Regions from separate parts of the Mus musculus genome. Here region 1 is linked to region 2. Evidence: chromatin contacts called from public Hi-C data. All regions are on one chromosome and are shown on one strand. Each heading gives the region's core, a stretch centred on a gene start, on an enhancer-like site or on the middle of the called end of the contact. The rest is flanking DNA. Distances are from core to core; before and after follow the strand shown.

Evidence for each region. Hi-C and Micro-C count contacts between places; a contact is called where the count stands out from the background.
Region 1: a contact with region 2 is called in a Hi-C map of cerebral cortex, with 1.8 times the contacts expected there. The contact joins two enhancer-like sites. A contact is called at or near these places in 1 of 15 datasets of contacts at CTCF or cohesin (embryonic stem cells), 9 of 484 Hi-C or Micro-C datasets (the Ba/F3 cell line, the G1E-ER4 cell line, Th1 cells and 6 more) and 1 of 9 other capture datasets (embryonic stem cells).

The regions. Positions count from the first base shown.
Region 1 is chr2:29,559,347-29,565,930 of GRCm38.p6, reverse strand. No RefSeq gene overlaps it. Among named protein-coding and RNA genes, the nearest start is that of Gm30761, 16 kb to the right of the region's middle. Within about 2 kb of position 1,755, at least 30 of the 459 cell types and tissues checked have an H3K27ac peak or open chromatin away from gene starts, as enhancers often do. A contact at or near this core is called in cerebral cortex, where this site is marked.
Region 2 is chr2:29,315,321-29,322,389 of GRCm38.p6, reverse strand. No RefSeq gene overlaps it. Among named protein-coding and RNA genes, the nearest start is that of Med27, 28 kb to the left of the region's middle. Within about 2 kb of position 1,764, at least 22 of the 459 cell types and tissues checked have an H3K27ac peak or open chromatin away from gene starts, as enhancers often do. A contact at or near this core is called in cerebral cortex, where this site is marked.

The sequences.
Region 1 (6,584 bases), core at 506-3,005, 240 kb before region 2:
ATTCCTCTCCCCTTTGCACCCCACTCTTGCTCACCCTCCCCCTAGGCCAGGGTTGGACACACCTGCTGTGCACAGTGGTTGCCTGATTAAGGGCGGATTGATTGGCCTCAGCTCTCATTAGCATATAGTTAGCAGTGACCCTCTGCCTGGCCTGCTGCCTGGGCTGACCTGAATGGATCCGCTGCTGGTGGGAAGATGGGAGCTTACATCAGGCGCTCCGCTTGGGGACACCAGGGGCTTCCTCGGGGAGAGGCCGGTGGACAGAGGAGCAGGCCTGCAGGCGGCCAAAAAAACGCTCCGGGAGAAGGGGAACTCGGATGCAATGCTTTCTGGGAACTTGACCAATGAGGGATCAGAGAGCCATCCTTGCTCTCCCCCCACCCAGCAGGGGTGGGAGCCCCTCCCCTTCTGATTCTTTATTCTGCAGCAGGTGTAGTTCGGGGCTCAGGGCTTATTTGATGTTTGGACCCTGCTTGGCCTCTGTAGCATGAACAAAAATGGAGATGGGGATATATGGTCCCTCGGTCTCTGAAGAAAAACAGTCTAAAGCTTTCAAGTGCGTAAAGTGGCCGTAGGGGACAGTGACCATAAAGGGCACAGGCTATGAAGTCCTGAGGGCAGGGTGGGATCCTCTGAGTAGGTGGAAGCCTTCCTCCTGTTCCCTGTGCACAATGTATGGCCAGGCTGACCTTCAACCTATGGTGGTGGTGGTGGTGTATGTATGCTCAGTTTCTTTGTAGTTAGCTTTCAAAGATGTGTTTTTAAATTATATGCATGTGTGTGTGTGCACATGACTCCAGGTATCCTGGAAGGTCTCTGCAATTGGAGTTACAGGCAGTTGTCAGGCACTGGGGCCTGAACCTGAGTCTTTGACGAGAGGAGTCTGCATGCTCTTAACTGCAGAGCCAACTCTCTAGCACACAGGCACATTCTTTTGCAAACATGTAAAAAAAGGGCAGTTGTCAGCCCCATGGGTGCAGGGACCTCTTCTGCTGGTCTGTCCCAGCATCACCAAGGGCACCTGTGCATCACCCGTGCAGTGCTGGGGATGTGGGTGCTGAGCAGGTGTTGGCCAAGTTAGAGATCATTCCAGGTGATCTAGGGCTCTGTCTCTTTGGGAACCCTGACAGAACATCTGGCTCTTTTCTGTGGCTTTGGCCTAAGCTTTTAGAAGATAACATGTGTGTGTGTGTGTGTGTGTCGGTGTGTGTGTGTCGGTGTGTGTGTGTGTGTGTGTGTGTGTGTAGTCAAGTTCAGGTAACCCTCTGGCAGGTTATGGGAGAAATAGGGTAGGGAAGACAGACAACCTGGCAAGTGGTTCTTGGTCAACAAGGAATAGACTGCCCTGATGAACAGTTGGCCAGATTCCACATCCCAAGCTACTATGGTCCGGGGTCCCTAGGATGTGGAGCCTCCTGGGTCACACCACTTCAAGCTCAGACCCAGGTAGGACTTCAAAGATGGCGCTGGGAGAGCTGCTGGCTTGGTCTAGCCTGTGAGTAAACAAACAGGAACCCCTTGAGTCCCCTGCAAGCCCGGACCTCAGGAACAAGGCAGGCCTGTGGGAACTCAGCTTCCATACCTGGGCTTGTGGATCCTCTGGCAAAGTTAGTGCCAGTCAAGGAGGTGAGGCAGTCCCAGCTGGCTGGGCCCGAAGGCTTCCGGTGAAGTTGCAGCCCTTTGAGACACTGACTAATAAGCTCTTCGCTTTCTGAGCTGAGTGACTCAGTCACTTCATATAGGATCCCATCTGTCAGTTCTCTCAGAGCCAGTCGGTTTCTAGGCCTCTGGCCAATTAAAAAAACCCGACTAGCTTTGTGTGACTCTGCCGAACAGCTAGTCCTGGTGAGCGTTGTTTGCCTCTGTGGAAGGAGGCCTCTTGGCTGCCCTTGTAGATCCTGCCTTGGAGAGAATTTCAAGTTGTGTGGACAGAAAGGACCAGGAGGCAGCAAGCTGCAAGGAGACACGCCCCCGATACATAGCTGAGCACGCCTCATGAGTAGAAGGCTGTACAGGACAGGAAGTGGAGATCTCATTCACCCTTTGCGTCGATTTGAGTTTTGGTACTCGACACCCTGGAGAGACCTTGGACTTTAGGCTTGATGTAACTGGGTGTGGGGGCAGGGAGTATGGACAGCCTAGGTCGTCCCCAGGACTGGTCACACACTGGATTCTCAGTCTCCTTTGTGCCCCTCAGCCAGTTAGCCTTGCTAATGTCCAGGGGTTGCTTGGGGCCCGAACAAGCTGCTGAGGCCAAGGGGTGGAAGCTGGGGCACCATTGCTTCTGGTGACAGAGACAATGTATATTTCCTGTGGGTAGCCACCCTAAGGCTGATTTGAGCTGAGTTAGAAAACCCCTTTAAGTGTAGGGAGAACTGTCCATGTGGGTGCCTAGGGCAGAGCTACTCAAGAGGTGAGTGCTGGGTTGTAGTTTTTATAGTAAAAGCCTTGGCTCCAGGGGCTTCAGCAGCTTGGTTTGGCCACCATCCTGATACATCCAGCGTGCTAGCTAAAGAGGCCTGTGGTGGTGAAAGCAGGGAGAAGCTGTCCCCCAGAGTGTGCACACTGCAAAATGTTCACTAGTGTGTGCACACTGCAAAGTGCAGATGAAGGGTCTCAGGTCCATCTTCAGGGAACTGATGTGAGGATTCAAACTTTAGATTCAAGTAGAATTGGGAGAGGTACCCCTTCCCCCCACTGCACCCGGGGGAGGGGCGCAAGAGGTGTGCTGACTCAGCCATTCAGAGCACACACACTGCTCTTGCAGAGGACTCAAGTTCAGTTCCCAGTTCCAGGGCATCTGGCGTCCTCTCTTGATTTCAACACACACTTGTGCTCACACAGACACATAAATGAAAATCAGAAAATAAATATATATATATATTTTAAATGTGCCTGCCTCAGGTCTATAGGGTACTCTGAGAAAGTCCTTATTGCCCGAGGGGACAAGCTGGAGCTCTGGAGGTGGACATCCCTGTTGCAAGGTGTGTCCTCTTCCTTTCGAACAATCACTGTCAGCTGGTGCTGGTCTGTCTGTCCTATGAGGCTCTGCTAGTTCTGGAATCTAAGGTGACATGTGGACAATGGCTAGGATGTTACAGGGCCTGGAACAGAACATTGGAAGCTGATAAGGCTTCCTTCCACTCTTACCTTCGTAATTTTGGCTTTGAAGGAGACTGAGAAGGTCATGGTCCTCCTGGTTCTAGACAAGAGTGAGTGACACACAGGCTGTAGGCATGTGACCATAGTAAAGCAGACAAATACGGAGCAGAGGCACAGACAGACTCATCCTGCCTTTATTTACCAGGGTCTACGTAAGGAGACCATGAGCAAAATATCTAAAGGGAATGCCAGTTAGAGGTGCCTTGGGACTGCACAGATCAAAGCTGTCCACAAAGGAAGTGGGGACTGAACCTGTACCCCAGAACCCATAGCAGAACAGCTGTCAACCTGGGCCTCTTCTTTCAAAATTTTATTTTCATCATTGATTTGTATGTATGTATGTATGTATGTGTGTGTGTGTGTGTGTGTGTGTGTGTGTGTGAATGTCTATGAATGTGTGTGCATATGTGGGGGTATGTGTGTGGAGGTCAGAGGACAACTTGTGGTAGTCACTTCTCTCCTTCCACCATGTGGGGCTGGGGATTGAACTCAGGTCATCCATCTCAGTAGTATTTGTCTTTACCAGCTAAGTCACCTCTGTGCCCACCCACACCTCTATAGATCCCCGGTGAACACCACCCATTCCTGGGTCTAGTAGTCCTCTCCATACTACGTAAGAGACTGGCCTGCCTGCCCTTCCAGGCCCATCTCAGGATGCCTCCACCTCCAGCCACTCTAGTCTTGTTCCCGGAATCTCCTATGCCTTAGCTCTCACCCCAGGGCCTTTACACATGAAGTTCCTTCTGTCCTTGTGGACTTTACTCCCACCTCCAGCTGCTGACTTCTGCTTAAACCTTCCCTATCTCCGACCAGCCCAGTCCTCTTTCCTCTGGCTAGGAAAACTATGTGGATTTCTGTCCAACCTGAGTTGTCAGGTGTATCTCAGACAGAGTGACAGGAGTCAAAAGAGGATGCTGGCACCCCGTGCCTGGGTATGGACCCCACCTGGCACAGGTGCCCTATGGGCAAGGGTACCCATTCTCTCTCTCCAATTCTGAGTGCCATTTAGCTCTGGCTAGGGGCCAATTGGGGGCAGGGTGAAGGATTTCTTCGGCTTCCCTAGAACTGTCCGACATAGCAGCTGCCCTGAGCTGGCAGGGCAGTGAGGTCCTGTGGGGATCTGGAAGGCATTCAGGCCACAGGCTGCAAGGCTCAGCTGGTGGCAGGCTCTGCTCCAGCGGAGTGACCTCTGCCTGTGACCCCTCTGGCCATGTTGTATCCTCAGGACCCAAAACCTTCCCTGTGCCTCTGAGTACTCAGGGCTTCCCCCAAACACCTCCATTCCTCAGGTATTAATGAGGCCCTTGGTTGGCATTAGTCACTGGCAAGGGCTGAGCATCTGACATGAGATTGGGTACTCAGCTTCCCCATCTGTGTACAGCAGGTCCAGACTGACATGATGAGGGTACACACCACATGTGGGGGTGCATGGTTCAGCAGCACCTTAAGATATGTATCTCGGGGCTGGTGAGATGGCTCAGTGGGTAAGAGCACCCGACTGCTCTTCTGAAGGTCAGGAGTTCAAATCCCAGCAACCACATGGTGGTTCAACCATCCGTAATGAGATCTGACTCCCTCTTCTGGAGTGTCTAAGGACAGCTACAGTGTACTTACATATAATAATAATAAAAAAAGATGTGTATCTCAGTTCAGGCACAGCAGAGGGCTTACGACCCTGTAATTCCTGCTCTTGGTGATCTGGAGCCCTCTAGTGGCCTCCACTGACACCCACACTCATGTGAACATACATGCAGAAACACACACACACACACACACACACACACACACACACACACACACAGTCTTTCTAAAAAGTGTCTGGCACTCAGCAGGCCTTGACGTTGCCACTTCTCTTTTCCTGTCCCTGCTCTGTGCTGCTTTTCCAAAGCCCTGTCCCCATCACCTCCACTCTGGAAGTGTGTACCTTGCTTCTCCCTCATCGCAGAAGTGGGTTTCCAGCCCTCCTGACTAGCTGATGGATGAATGTATCTGATAGAGACACTCTCCCCAGTAAGAAAGCGGGCAATGACGTCAGCCCGGGCACTGGCACTTGTAGGAGCTTCTGCGTCTAGAGATGCTTTCATTGAGAATCAAGAGCTTTGAGCAAAGAATAAGATGGTGGGAGGAGGGGGAAGCTGGAGGAACTGGGGTCCCCAAAACATGCCACAGGAAGTCCCAGCTCCTTCACTCCTGGCTATGTGATATTGGCCAAGTTCTTAACTTCTCTGAACTTCCTGGTCTCTGAAACGCAGGTAATACTTGGGTAGGTTCTCATCGCTGGAACCCTTCAGTAGAGCCCAGCCCAGCACAGGGCTCCGTACGCTGCCTCCTTTGCTTGCTCTTATGAGCAGGGGTTGGTGATTCAGCCAACAAGTCCATCAGCCTGACTCTGCAAAGCATCACTGAGAGGACTCAGCAGAAGCCCGGGGACAAGCAGATGTGTCCAGAAAGTCTCACTGAGTTCTCTGCCCTGGGTCTGGATAGCCAAGTTTGTAGCTGAATGAGTTTCCAGGGGAGGTATGTCCAGCCAGGCCAGGAGACTTGCTCAAGGTCACAAAGAATTCCCTTTCTTCCTATGCCAAACCGTCTCCTCCCAATGTGTCCCCAAGTTTCCCATGGCCTGTCCAGTGAGAACACTATGAGCCAAAGTGACAGGGACAGGCCAGGAGGCCAGGGAGATGGAGAGCAGCAGGCAGAGAGTCCTTTGGACATCCAACAACTCAGAGCGTAAGGCAACTGGAATTTTCCAGGCCCTCTCTGCAGGAGCAGTGACCCTGGTCAACCTGGCACTCCATACAGAACACCTAGCAGTCAATTCCCCAGGGTTCTCAGGAGGGGTGAGGGCATCTGGAAGCAGGGAGTTCTTGAGCCCGAACTCTGTAGTCCCAGTGGGGTAGTGGGCCATCAGAAAGCAGGGGTCGCTAAGCCCAGACTCCATAGCTGCTCAGCCTCAGCTCTGGTGCCCAGCAGGAGGATTAGGAGGGCAGGACAAACAGTGAAGTGCCTCTATCCTAGCATCTCAAATTCTCAGTGGTGGGGAGAGTGCGGAGAGGATCAGAAAAACTAAGTGAGGGCAGAGGGGATGATAGAGATACTTGGAGTGGGAAAGGGGTGGGTGAGGGGGAGGGAGGGGAGGAGAGAGAAAAGGGAGCAGAGTGTTAGAGAAAAACCAATACACAAAGTTTGCAGAAAAAAAAATGAATGGACTTAGAATGTTTAATATGAAGCGAGGCCACTGTCTCAGCAAAGCACAGTAAGCTCGTGGATGCGCAGGTGCACACAGTGTGACTGCATGTGTGTGGTGTGGACGCACGGGTGCATGCAGTGTGCGTGCGGCATGTATGTATGGGTGCATACAGCAAGCAGTGTAAGTGCATGTGTGCAGCATGCATGTGTGTGTGCAGTACAGCAAGCAGTGTTAG
Region 2 (7,069 bases), core at 515-3,014:
TGAGGCAAAACAGATCATCTGAAGGAATGGGTGATGTGCCATGTAGTGAGGTGGGTTAAAGGGGGAATGAAACAGAATTATGGATAGAATGACAAGGAGGTGGCTATTTAAGTATGCATTTATTCACTACTGTTATTCGTGTGTGCACACACATATGCCAGGGCATACGATGTGGCTGTCAGAGGACAGTTCTCTCCTTCCACCTTCACGTGGGTTCTGGAGATTGAACCCATGTCACCAGGCTTGCACAGCAACAGGCTTGCCCTCTGAACCATCAAATAACCCCTGGCGGCTATTTTGGTAAGTTGTTCCAATAAGATCTTTCGGGTGTCCCTGGTGTCAAGCTATGAGGTCATCAATAGGAAGGAAGGGCATTCCAATGAGAAGGAATAGCAAGAAAAAAGCCTTGAAGGACAGCACAGAAAGCAGATGCTGGGAGCACAGGAGGGAGGGAGGGCAAGAGGAAAAAGAGAGCTGAGGTCAGAGTTCAGGGCGAGACTACACGGACACTACAGATCAACATTACTAGGGAGTGGAACCGCCTTGGGACTCTACAGCCACAACAAGCTAGCAGACCCAGGGCAAGCTAGTTTGGGGCTTGTTTTTCTCCTTGAATAGGAGGAACTGGAGTGTAAGTGGAGGGCCCAAGGCTTGTCAGGTGGGATAGTGTGTAAAGTCTCCAGGTCATTCCCTCTGAGAACCTCTCTACTACTTAGAATCTGGGCTCCAGCCAGGCCATGTCTTCTGAGAGGACACAGAGAGGAAAGAATGGAAGGGTTGGGAATAAAGCAGAATCAAAAGACTAGTGGATGAGTCTGGCTTATGGAGGTTCAAGCAGGTTTCCTGTTGCCATGGTTGGGTTTTCAATGCGACTGTTCCTGGAATGTCTGCCCAAGTGCCCTATTCTTTCCTTGGTGGAGCTGAGTGTACATAGATTGGGAGAGAGATGATGGGCAGGAAGAAGGTCAGGCTGGTGAACTGAGTCGTGTCGATCAGAGAGAAGTGACCTCTGCATTATTTAGGGAAACAACAAGAGTCCACATACAGAGAAGTTTTAGGGAGGAAGGGCTCCAGTCTGATATTATGAAGGACTTTCTATAGTCAGAAAGGTACTGGTGTCCCCAGGACTGATACTATTCAGGAAAGACACAGGAACATTTATCTGAGATCCTCTGGCTGACATCCCAGGACACTCTTAGGCAGAGCTACGATTTCCATGTTGTGTGGCTGCTTGCTGTCTTGCTTCTAGGTCAGAATCAGACCATTTTGACGAGAGTCTGAAGAGCATGCTGAAGGTCACTTACAGTACACCCGAGTCTTTCCTCGAGTCTCGAGCTGCTGAGGGGTTTTAATTAAGCTTTCCCCTCTGGGCACAACCAGCTTGTTTTTGGTGAGTGCAATATGCCATCCCAGAATATGTCAAACTTCATTTGCAAAATATCAGACTGCTGTTCCCCCCCCCCAACTCCAGAGCCAATCTGCAGAGTAATGTGTTCAATAACTTTGCTCTTTTTTGCTCCCAAAGATAGGTCTCTTTCTGGAGTCAATATCGCAATAAATACGGAATCTGGTGCAAAAGCCAATGGAAAGAAAAGATATTGTTATTTAAAGGCCAAATAACGGCTTAAAATTAGAGTCGTGAAGGCATTGAAAAACACCAGACTTCCCAGATGGCTTGGAGATAATTCACTTTGCACTGGGTCCACTCGTACGCTAAAAAAAAATCCCTTTGACTCCGTTCTCCCCAGATTGAAAGTTGGTGCCTGCGTTAAACATATGTGCTTCTCTCTTTAAATTTAGCTCTGAGTCATGTTGTATTACATTAGGAATCCAGCAGGCAGGCGCTTGGAAAATGTACATCCATGGGTTTATTTTTAAAATGATACAAAAATAAAAATATATATGTTTAAATATATTAGGCAGTATTTTTGCCCAATTTCAAAATGGTTGTTCTTCAGAACAGATTAGATAAAACAATAATAAGGATGACGCTCAGTTCTGGACCGCAGCCCAATCCTGAGAATCCCGGAGTGACTTGGCAGCTCCCATGGCTCCTAGCCCCCTGCATAGCTAAGTGCGGGTTTCGTCACTGAAGCCTCCACCTCCACCCGGGACTAGGCAGCTCCCTTAACAGCTGCAGGGTGGCCTAATTAAGATGCTCCTGCCTCCGGAGTGGCAGGTCTCTGGGCAGAAGTCAGCAAAGGGTGGGAACAGTCAGGTGGGAAGAGGCCAGAGGAAGACAGTCTGGAGGGACAATTTTGGTTTAGTGGTTGTCGTAATGTTTTATGCTTCTGTATCAGAGTACCCACGGATGAGATCTTTATGAAGGACGGAGATTCACTGGTCAGAGTTCTGGAATGGGGGAATCCAAGATAAAGGTCCAGCATCTGCTGAAGGGCTTCTTCCTATGAAACCCCATGGTGGAAATCAGAAGTGTCTGTGTGTATGCCCGGTGTGTGTGTGTGTGTGTGTGTGTGTGTGTGTGTGTGTGTGTGTGTATGAGTGTATGAGTGAATGTACGTGTGTGCACCTGTGTGTGTACATGTGTGTTCCTGAATACTAGTGTGCAAATGAATATTCATGTGTGCACCTGTGTGTGTTCCTTTGTGTATACATGTTTTTGTGTATACATCTGTGTTCCTTTGTGTGTACATGTATGTGTGTGTTCCTTTGTGTGTACATGTATATGTGTGTACATGTGTGTATATTTGTGTTTCTCTGTGTGTACAGGCACATGAGTGTGTGAATGAATGCGCATGTGTGTACCTATGTGTGTACATGTGTGTATGTGTATATATGTGTGAATACGTTTGTTCCTTTGTGTATACAGATGTATGAGCGTGTGTATGAATGTGTATGTGTGTACCTATGTGTATGTGTATGTGTGTATCTGAGAGAGAGAGAGCCCACCCAGGCAGAATGGAGCTGAACTCACTTTGTATGCATGTGCACATGCACCCACATGCTTATGAAAGTGTTCATATGTTCATGACTGTGTAGAGAGACCAGAGGTCATTATCAGGTGTCTTCTTCAGTCACCCTCCACCTCTCTCTCTCTCTCTCTCTCTCTCTCTCTCTCTCTCTCTCTCTGCCCCCGAGTCTCTCTGTGTAGCCCTGGCAATCCTGGAACTCACTGTGTAGACAAAGTTGGCCTCAAACTCAGAGACCAGCCTGCCTCGGCCTGTCCCTCACTCTGCCTTCCTAGTGCTGGAATTACAAGGGTTTACTGCCATGCCTATTTTTTTATGTAAGTGCTGGGATTTGAATTCAGTTCTTTATGCTTGTACAGCAAGCCTTTCCTGACTGAGCCATCTCCCCAGACCAAACTTTTGTAACAACCCACTCCTTCAGTAACGACATTAACCCCCTCACAAGAGCCAAGCCCCGGAGCAGGCGCACACCTCTTCTCAGTCCCTTCCTCTCAACACTGTTGTACTGGGGATTGAGGTTGCAGCACACAGACTTTGAGGGACATGTTCTGGCCATGGAGGAGCTGAACACATGGGCTTTAAGGCCATCAAGTCAGACAGTGCTGACTTCAAATCTTGGCTTTGCCCCTGAATTCTCGGGAACTGACCGGGCCTCACTTGCATCTCACTTCTGGGAAATGACTGATGACTCCCATGACCTACTGTTCCTGCTGCCAGGGCTGTCTGGGACAGCTCATCTACTCATCTTGTCATTTGCCCAGCATACTCTTATTAATACCTTCAGGACAGAAGACCCAAGACTATAGACCCAGATATCTATGACACCCACCCTAGGGGAATGCCAGCTAGTGGATGGGGACATGAAGAAATGATACACGTACAGTCCCTTGGTGAGAATGAGCATGCAGAGAGACTATCTGTAAAGTAGAGCCCCAGCATATGAAGACTCAGGACAGCCTCAGCCAAGACACAAGACACTAGGAGCATCAGCCACTTAGTGGATGCTTGTTGGTTCCTGCCTGTGTTTTCAGTGGCTGCTGTCACAAATGGCTGCAAACTTAGTAACTTTAAATAACACACATTTGTTATCTTCAACTTTTGGGAGTCCTGAGTCTGAAATGAGTCTCACTGGGCTGAAATTCAGCAAGATGTTGGCAGGGCTGTGTTCCTTTTGGAGGCTTGAGGAGAGAATCTATTTCCCTGCCTCTTCCAGTTTCTATTTTGTGTGTGTATGTATGCATGTGTGGGCGTGGGTGTGGGTGTATATATGGGTATGGGTGTGTGGTTTTGGGGTGTGTGTGCATGTGTGCGTGCATGTGTGTGTAAGCTAGAGGTGGACATCAAATGTCTTCATACCTGCTCTCCACCTTATTTTCTCACTGAACTTGGATCTTGCCCAATTTGGCTAGAGTGGCTGATCACCAAGTCTGGGAAATCTTTCTGTCTCCACCTCCTTCACGCTAGGATTATAGGTATGCACTGCCATGCCTAGCTTTCTATATAGGTGCTGGCAATCCAAACTCAGGTCGTCACACTTGAGCAACTCAGCCCTCTCTCCAGCCTCCTTTTCCAGCTTCTAAAAGCCTCCTTCATTCCTTGGCTCCTGGCCCTTCCTCCAAGGTACATCTCTCAGCCCCTGCTGCTATTGTCATGGTTTCCTAACTGTAGCATCTCTGCCTTGTGCTTATAAGGATCTTCATGATTCCCCTGGGCCAAAAGAAATAACCACGGTAATTTCTCATCTTCAGATCCTTCCACATGATCTCCCTACCAAAGCCATAACCAGACAAGCAACTCATCCAACAGGCATCATGGGTTGAGGCACAGGTACTGAAGGCTGTTATTCTGTCCACACAACCCAGAAGTTCAATATTCAAAGCTAGACAAAAAGAGTGAAAAAATGATTCACGAAGTCATCAGTGGACACCCAGCTGAAAGGCACATATCTTGGGACTTAGAGAATCTTTGGTGTGCCCAGGGCTAAAGTGCATCAAAGGCATCCAAAGAGAGGTTGATCATCTATGCCACAAAACCACAAGAGCCTCAGTTTGATTCCCAATACCAACATTAAAAAAACAACAACACTGCAATCTCAGAATAGGGGAGGTGGGGAAAAGAGGGCCCCTGGGTTTCACTGGACTTCAACCTTGCCAGATTAAATTGATACACTCCAGGGTCAGGGAGAAATGCTGTTTCAAAAAAGGAGACAGAAGGTTATGAAGGCACATATCTGTAATCACAGTGCTCAAGAGGCAGAGGCAAGTGGATCCCTGAGAGTTCCAGGCCAGCCAGGCAACATTGTGAGGCCCCATGTCAAAAGCAAAATAAGCAAAAGTAAGGTGGAGAGTCAGGCAGAGACTTCTGGACTCCTCCACAAAACACACACACACACACACACACACACACACACACACACACGCACACACATGCACACACGCGTGCGCGCGCGCACACACGTACTCCAAAAAAAAAGAATGTCACCCATAAATGATCCTGGATCAGGACTGGAGTTTCCAGCCCTGTTACTGACCACCAGAAGTCATCACCATGTCACCATGGTGAGCATCTTCATGATTCCCAGGAAAAGTATCTCCAATCACTGCTGATATTGCCTCACCAAACATGCCTACCGTGCATCCTTTCTCAAAAAAAACAAAACAAAACAAACAAACAAACAAACAAAAAAACCCTCAGAGGAGGTGCTACATCAGAGTAAGATAGGAAACTAAGAAGTGGGAAGCTGAAAATCCAGGGCATTTCCTGTACCATCAGAGAGACGAACACTGTCTGACCCATGGCAGGGTGTGTATCAGACAAGCCATGACAGCCAGGCCTGACCGGGCCAAGGTCAGAGCACACAGAGAACAAACAGAAGCATCAGGTTTTCTGGGTGTTTTATATATCAGTAGGAATCTAAGCTATGGCATAACACATAGAATCCAAAGAACTCTCACACAAATACAGTTTTACCAGAAAATGCAATTGCCAGCTTCCATGAGCAGGGCGGTCACGTGTAGCTCAGTTGGTAAAATGCTACACAAGGTCCCACATTCAACCCCCAGAACCCACATAAAATGTCAAGCATGACAGCTCACTCCTGGAATCCCAGAGCTGGGAAAATGGAGACACAGATTCCTAGAGCTTATTAGTCAGCGAGCCAAGAGGGAGGGGCTAGAGAGGTGGCTCAGTAGTTAAGAGTATGCCCCAAGTCTGGTTCCCAGCACCTACATCAGACAGCTTACAACATCCCATAACTCCAGCTCTGGGGCATCTGATATCTTTTGGTCTCTACAAGCACCTGAACACACACACACATACACACACACACACACACACACACACACACACACACACACACACACACACACAAATAAGTAGATAAGTAAATACGTAAATAAATAAATAAATAAATAAATAAACAAATAAAATCTTGTTTTAAAAATGGATGGCTTCTGAGGGACAAAACTCAAGATTATCCTTTAAACTCCACATGACTCATGCGCATGTGTGCCTGTGTGTGCACATACAAATACATATGAACTCATGCACTAACAACATATAAGTGATAAGACAGGAAACACTGGCTAGTGACTCGGGTAGAATCTATGATATTGGGAAGATAAGGAAGGGCCAAGTTAATATTCTGAGAAAAAGACAGAGAGAGAGAGAGAGAGAGAGAGAGAGCACTCCTACAGCAGGGCATGAATTTTGATGATGTATAAAACTGACAAATGGAGAGAAACTCTGTGAGTTGCACGTGGCAGCCTCTGAAGAAAAGGGTAGACGCCGTGAGCAGGGTGTGTGGCACAGGCACTTTCTAGGTCTCTTACTCTTTTGAGGACTGTGCATGTCTGAGTTCTGTTAGAAATCTTTAAAATTCCCAGTGCAGAATAAGGGAAGGACGTTAATGCTCTCCCGAGAAAGGAGGCTGTGGTGGTGCCTGGGTGAGATGCCCCCTCCGGCCTCTGCAGGTCCTCTCTGACTTCGGCCTCATTAAGTCACAAGAAGGCGATGATCTCTATGAAGGACATGGAACCTGTGGGAGGTCCTTTAAGGCCATGCAGCCCTCCACCTGCCCCAGTGGCTTCCGCCATAAGAGCGAGCAGGGTGGCAGCCAGGGCCTAGAGAACAGCAGGCAC